Linked DNA regions of Salmo salar: region 1 is linked to region 2. The links are chromatin contacts, called in public Hi-C maps. All regions are on one chromosome and are shown on one strand. Each heading gives the region's core, a stretch centred on a gene start, on an enhancer-like site or on the middle of the called end of the contact. The rest is flanking DNA. Distances are from core to core; before and after follow the strand shown. Region 1 holds the start of LOC106563207 (guanine nucleotide-binding protein G(z) subunit alpha). Region 2 has its middle 40 kb from the start of LOC106563208.

Region 1 (3,535 bases), core at 295-2,794, 57 kb after region 2:
TCTCTCCCACCTCTCTTACCTCTCTCCCTCTCACCACTCTCCCAACTCTCTTATCTCTCTGCCTCTCCCACCTCTCTTACCTCTCTCCCACCTCTCTTACCTCTCTCCCTCTCTTACTTCTCTCCCTCTCTCCCACCTTTCTACCACCTCTCTCCCTTCTCTCTCTCTCTTACTTCTCTCCCTATCTTACCTCTCTCTTCATTCTCTCCCTCTCTTACCTCTCTCCCACCTTTCTCCCACCTCTCTTACCTCTCTCCCACCTCTCTTACCTCTCTTACTTCTCTCCCTCTCTTACCTCTCTCTTACCTCTCTCCCTCTCTTACTTCTCTCCCTCTCTTACCTCTCTCCCTCTCTCCCACCTCTCTACTTCTCTCCCACCTCTCTTCCTCTCTCCCACCTCTCCCACCTCTCTTACCTCTCTCCCACCTCTCTTTCTCTCTTACTTCTCTCTCTTACCTCTCTCCCACCTCTCTTAATTCTCTCCCTCTCTTACCTCTCTCACCTCTCTCCCCCCTCTACTTCTCTCCCACCTCTCTTACCTCTCTCCCTCTCTACTTCTCTCCCACCTCTCTTCCTCTCTCCCACCTCTCCCACCTCTCTTACCTCTCTCCCTCTCTCCCACCTCTCTTTCTCTCTTACTTCTCTCTCTTACCTCTCTCCCACCTCTCTTAATTCTCTCCCTCTCTTACCTCTCTCACCTCTCTCCCCCCTCTACTTCTCTCCCACCTCTCTTACCTCTCTCCCTCTCTTACTTCTCTCTCTCTCTTACCTCTCTCCCTCTCTTACTTCTCTCCCACCTCTCTTAATTCTCTCCCTCTCTTACCTCTCCCACCTCTCTTACCTCTCCCACCTCTCTTACCTCTCCCACCTCTCTTACCTCTCTCCCTCTCTTACTTCTCTCCCTCTCTTACCTCTCTCCCTCTCTTACCTCTCTCCTTCTCGTTCGCTCATGATCGATGGGATGGACAGAGCACGCACACATCCCGATTTACCATTCCCCAACATAACCATATACTGTATCTATGAAGGCTGTATCAAGGAGGATATGTACTCAGACACTGGCTCTCCTAGTCCACCTACACAGAGAGGAGGGAACTGGAGAAACAGCCTAGCCTTGGTGCCATCTCAGAACATCACCTTCATGAAAGATCCTGTTCCTCCACTTGAATCCAATTACACAGCAATTCCTCACCCCAGCCAAACAAAGAGGGCCAACTTAGTGGTGATGACAAAACGAAAGAGTGTGAGAAAATAAAGCAGGCAGGCTTACCGTTTCACCGTCCAGGGTCCGTTCACCAGGGATACTGCAGACAAACACTCGCATGGGAGAGATAAGCAGTGTGCAATCCACCCTTAGTCCAACATTCTCCTATAACACACTCTCTCTTCCACGCATAGTCTCTCTCTTTCTATCCCCCTCTTTCTCGTCTCTCTTATTATTGTCTGTTCTATTTCCTCTCTTGTTTGCTCCAAGGCAGTTGAGACACTGCAGCGATGGGGGAGGAGGGCGTGTGTGCGTGTTTGAGTGTGTCAGAGAGCGGAGGGAGAGGGAAATGAAGGGAGGAGTCAGCAGAGATAAAGAGAAGGGAGGAGTCCGCAGAGATAAAGAGAAGGGGGAAACGGACAGGATTAAATCATGAGAGAAACAGAGGGGAAAAATGGCACCAAGCTAAACAGAACACAGAGTGGTGACAAAAACAGAATACAATAGAATCTGTTTGTTGCATTGCCATATGAAGGGAAAATGTAAAACATGGAAATAAAAACGGACAGAGCAGCAATAGAAAGGCCTGGTTATGTGTGTTATTCAATGTATAACAACCCTGCTTATTCTCTTTCTCTGGTCTATGACAAGTCAACAGTAGCCTTGGCTGAGGTTTCATTCATGGCTAGAATAGCATGCATGATAGAGAGAGCGAGAGTGTGGAGGGGAGATGAAGGGACGGGAGAGGAGGGATGACGCTAGGGGACTGGGAGGGGGATTGGATAATGGTGTAATGTGCTGTTTCCGTGCCAACAGTTTCTGTGACAGAAGGACCACTTCCTTTACTGCTATTGGCTCTAACCATGAACAGATAGATAGGCTGACAAATTAAAAATACTAGTATGCGATGTGAAGGGGCAGTGCTTGCTGTTCTCATCACCTCATCTATCTTTGGTAAAAACAGACCTTCTGCTTATACCCATAACAAGGGAACACACACACACACACACACACACACACACACAGGTTATATTGCTGAAGCCACTGCATGACGTTGACTGCACATCCATCATTAAGGACAAGGGCTGTGTGTGTGTAAGGAGACTCCTCGGTTTGAGCCAATAGCAGTAAAGGAAGTCTTCTCACACCCCCTGGCTAGGAGAAAGAAACCCAGTATCAGATTGCTGGGGATGTGGTGAGGAAATGAGAACTGTAATTCTTAGAACTCCTAAAGTACACCATACTCTCAATAAATGCTATTAAATAAATGCTCAATGAATTCACTAGATCCAGTGAAGAGCAGCACATCTGGTGGGGGTAGGTACTAGTAGACATGTCTGCCTCCACTGACCTCTGACCCCTCAACCAGACCTGTTAATCCAGCCTGACAGGCAGATGCTGTGAGGGGGGGGGTTGGAAGCTTGTCATTGTCCCACCACAGCCTCTCTCTCCCTCCCTGTTGGCTGCTGGGTTATGGGTCATAAATGAGCTAGTGCTAGCTACTCAATCTTTCAGTCTCTCTCTAGTCTCTCACTTTTTGTCTGCCTCTCTCACTCTCACCCTGTAAGGAAGACTGGACATGAGGAATTGTTAATCCGTACAATTTAAGAACCAGTAATCTGTCAAAAGAGGTAGAGAGAGAGAGAGAACGAGAGAGCGAGCGAGAGAGATAGAAATCAAGGGGAGGAGAATGGCTCTATCTATTTGTCTCCCCTTAGAATTCCCTAGAGGTTATAACCTCCAATAACAAAATGTGATGTGCCAAACCATAGACATAAAGGATGGGATATGGTCCAATCCACAGTTTACCACCAAAATGATTCCTTTCATTCTCTCGAGGCATGAAAAAGCCTCCCTGAAGTTGCCTCATAAGAAAACAATGTCTTCTTGACCCAATTCATTGCCACTATCATATGCAACTTTAACTACAACACGTTCACCTACAAAAGAACCTGGTCATTGTGACCATCTTTATGCATGAATAGCATCTTGTTTTCTTATAACTAAAGGGATTTGAATATATAAGTGTCCTACATTTACATATACAGTTGATTTGACATACAGTCCTGATTTATGATGCATTGCCACTTGTGAAAAGCGTGGCGTACAGTAGGGCTGGGCGATATGGCAAATCAATTATCACGATATCTATATATTTTTTCATTCGATAATGATAATTATCACGATATTAATCAAATAATGTTTAAAAGGTGCATATCTGCTTCAGACTCAAGAATGCCTAATGCCTGAACAAACCACTAGGCAGGTAGCCTCGTGGTTAGAGTGTTGGGCCAGTAACCAGCAGGTAGCCTAGTGGTTAGAGCGTTGGGC
Region 2 (3,520 bases), core at 469-2,968:
GTGATCTTTCATTCTCATTGAAAGGAAGACTAAGAAGCGGTAGATCTGTTCTATGTACGCTATTCCTATGCTTCATCTATCTTAAGTTTTGTTTTTGCATCTTTTACTTTTGTTTTTTTACACCAGCTTCAAACAGCTGAATATACAATATTTTGAATTATGGAAAATATATTTCACAGCGGTTTAGATGGTACAATGATTCTCTACACTGTACTTGCTTGTTTTGTCACATAAACTGAAATTAGGCGAACTAGTAGAATTTTTGCAAACAGGAAATGGCGGAGCGATCACCTTACTGTGATTTTTGCTTGGACTGTCTGGGAGTGGTCTGAGTGGGGATGGGGAAACTGAAAGTTAGCTGTTATTGACAGAGAGGTTTGGAACTCTCTTTCTTATTGGTCTATAAACTAATTTACCACATGGTGGTGTCCCCATGGAAGGTCAAAACTTCGTACCACCAAAACAAGCTGTTTAAAACAGCTCTTACACTTAAAGGGCATTTATCATAATTTTCACAATTTAACAGTATTATCCCAACCTCATAGTGTGAAAATATATATGAAACACTTGAAAATTACGTTTTTGACTGCACTGGGCCTTTAAAGAGTGCAGGTGAGGCTACCGATGTTCTCTTCAGAGGTAGACTCGCTCTGGCAGCCAAAACAGCCAAATACTCCATCTTAACGTGAATCGATTCTCAATTGCTATACGGTTCTAGAAACAGCGTCGGGGCTCTTAACAAAAGGCCTCCGGGAAGAAGATACCTTCATCAACAGGTGGTAAAGGTAGTTCGCTTCTATGAATGGGCAACCGTGTTCACATTCATACCGAGCATAGTGGCTCTTAACAAAAGGCCCCCCGGAAGAAGATACCTTCATCAGTAGGCGCTAAAGGCAGCTAGCTTCTATGAAGGGGGTATAGGGCTATGTGCAACCAGCTGCAGTCTATTCCATCTATGCAATGATGAGAAATCCTGGAAAGTTACAGTAATGAAACTGAAGTATGTGTTTAGTTTGTATTCTTTAGTAAGAACAGTGGTCCCACTCTTTCTTCTCTAGTTAGTATGGTTGAACACACAAGCTCTCAAAAGTATACAGAGAAAAATGAAACTGATTGCCAAGGTCCTCCAAATTACTGCAGATGATACTGTCTGTGTGATGGAAGTGAATAAGACCAATCATTGAAATGATCGATAGCTCTAGAGGCTTAATTCCTCTTTCTCATTAAGAATTGATTGGCTACAGAGAGTCTCTCATCAGCTGGAAAAGTCTCAGGGGGAGACATGTAGAGGCCTCTCTGGTTAAGCACTGTTTGAAGTGGGCAATTATCTAGCTGGTGGGGAGTGGGCAATGTTAGATATATTTATGAAATAATATCCCACCTCTGTTTTCAGACAGGTGTCTTCTTTCTCAGTATGCTGTGAATCTGTCACTGCTGCTGCAAGTTCCACTCTCACCCACAGGGAGGCAGCATAGGTCCAGATACAGAGCCATCCATGCATACTGCTGTGTCATGCAAAACAGGTTTGATTTTTCCCCACATACTACCTACATAAAACATTATCCCCCTATCTTATAATTATAAAGGATTGTCCAACTGTCAAATAGGTCCCAGGCCTGGTGCCTGAGAGGGAAGTCTTAACAGGATCACTGTCTGCCACCGTGTGCCAACTAATGTCCTTTTAATGGCACTAACCCGAATGCATGTGAGTTAATAGCTCCTTCTCACCCTAGGTGTAATTCCATTTCATCCCTGATCAATAGTGATTGACTGTAAAACAGTGTATGAGGCTTAATTGCACCCCTCACCTCCCTGACATTCATCCGATCCTGTTGCGAAGCCATTTGAGCCTTTCAGTGACAGAGACAAAACAGACAAATATGACAGTTAAGCCCTTCAGCACAGGATCATATTACAGTTGTGCTGAATGATGACGTTTGAATAGACATTCACATGTCCTCTCTGACTTTCAGTGTGGAATTTGGGCCTGTCATTGTTTGTTTTATCAAAATATTGTGTATGTTCAACACCTCTGTTGGCAAAGGGCATCTTCAGTCACCGTCTATTACTAATACACTTGAGAAAATCGACTGGAGTCTTTTGAGGTGTCTGTCATATGCTGCAAATTGCACAAAAATCTATAAAAATTGAGTTGTGATCCCACTGAGTTACAGCAAGAAGATACAAAGCAAATAGAGATAAAGCCATTTGCTTTACAAGTGAGCACACAATGCATTTCAACACCAGTAGATGCCTTAAGAGCATTTCTGGTGGAAACACAAAGCATGCTCCAGAAACATTGCTCTGGCCCTCAATGTTATAATTCCTAACAATTTTGTGAGTGCAAAACTTGTTTCCATGTATGGCTGCTGCTTGCTTTGTTCCACATAGTTTCCACTTCACCCACCAACAACATTAAAAAACATACTGTGTCCACAGCACCTCAGTGGTTATTGCCTCTGCCATGTGATGTAAGATATATTTTGTACTGAAGCTTTGAAATTATATTTCCATGATGGATGAATGATTGAAAACATTGACGGTTTTAAGTCTGTTTGCTCTCCATATGTCTTTAAATTCACCTCCCTTCCAGTAATTCAAAAGTATTCTGTAGTCTCTTACTCAGTTGGTATCACTCCTCATGACAGCCACCAGGTATGATTTTAGCAGGCCTTTGCTTTCTTTTCACTGGAATTCATTTACATTTTACAACTCAAACAAATGCCCATTGTTACTGTTACTATTACACCATAACCATACTCACAAAATATGAGTCTTGGTGGATCTCTCACTCTCTCTCTCTCTCTCTGAGGCGTAGATGTCAACAAGGTTAAAACCAGGTCCAGCTACAGGGTCAGCAGGTCAGGGTTGAAATTGAGTAATCCGGCACGGCTCTGACAGACACTGTCCTTTGTTTTTACTCAGTCACGTCGATCATTCCATGCAAGCTAACTTAATGAAGCAATAATGCATAGATTCTGCTATACATTCTAAATAAGCAGGAGGCTCCGTGGCTGGCCAAACAGTGACCTGTGTAACCATTTGCAGTAGGAAAAGGTCATACAGGGTTTGTGCTCTAATTAGAGTGGAATGTGTGGTCATCCTAATCACCTCTGCCACCCCGTCACGTCTCTGCTGCAACACAATTCTCATTACATAAATCAATTTACCAGTAATTGAATTGCCTACTCTAATTGTGTGTTAATTATGTGTCCCTCCCTGGTAGTGCAGCATGGTGGCCCAGAAAAGAACAGGCTCTTTTTAGGGTTATTTAGGAGAGAAGAGAGAGAGATGATTTAGGAACTGCATGTCCAACTCACAAATTGGAAAATACTTTATGGAGGGAAATAGTGGGAGCGTGGTGTGAGATTAGAATTAGTGGCATAAGTGCTTCATCAGCCACAGTGTCTGGAATGATATTTGTGGAAACTTTTCTCATGCAGATCTGAAACATAGCTGCATGTATTTCCCTGTATACTCCCACCCTACCCATGACCACCACCCAAAAACACATTCTCTG

The links. Hi-C and Micro-C count contacts between places; a contact is called where the count stands out from the background.
Region 1: a Hi-C map of gill shows a contact between it and region 2, with 4 times the contacts expected there. The contact joins the promoter of LOC106563207 here to the enhancer-like site in region 2. A contact is called at or near these places in 2 of 3 Hi-C or Micro-C datasets (gill and muscle).

Annotation. Positions count from the first base shown.
Region 1 is chrssa11:87,093,059-87,096,593 of Ssal_v3.1, forward strand. It overlaps LOC106563207 (guanine nucleotide-binding protein G(z) subunit alpha), which reads right to left and starts at 1,545. Exons shown (of 3, transcript XM_014128552.2): 1 at 1,271-1,545.
Region 2 is chrssa11:87,036,158-87,039,677 of Ssal_v3.1, forward strand. No RefSeq gene overlaps it. Among protein-coding and RNA genes, the nearest start is that of LOC106563208, 40 kb to the left of the region's middle. Within about 2 kb of position 1,719, at least 1 of the 13 cell types and tissues checked has an H3K27ac peak or open chromatin away from gene starts, as enhancers often do. A contact at or near this core is called in gill, where this site is marked.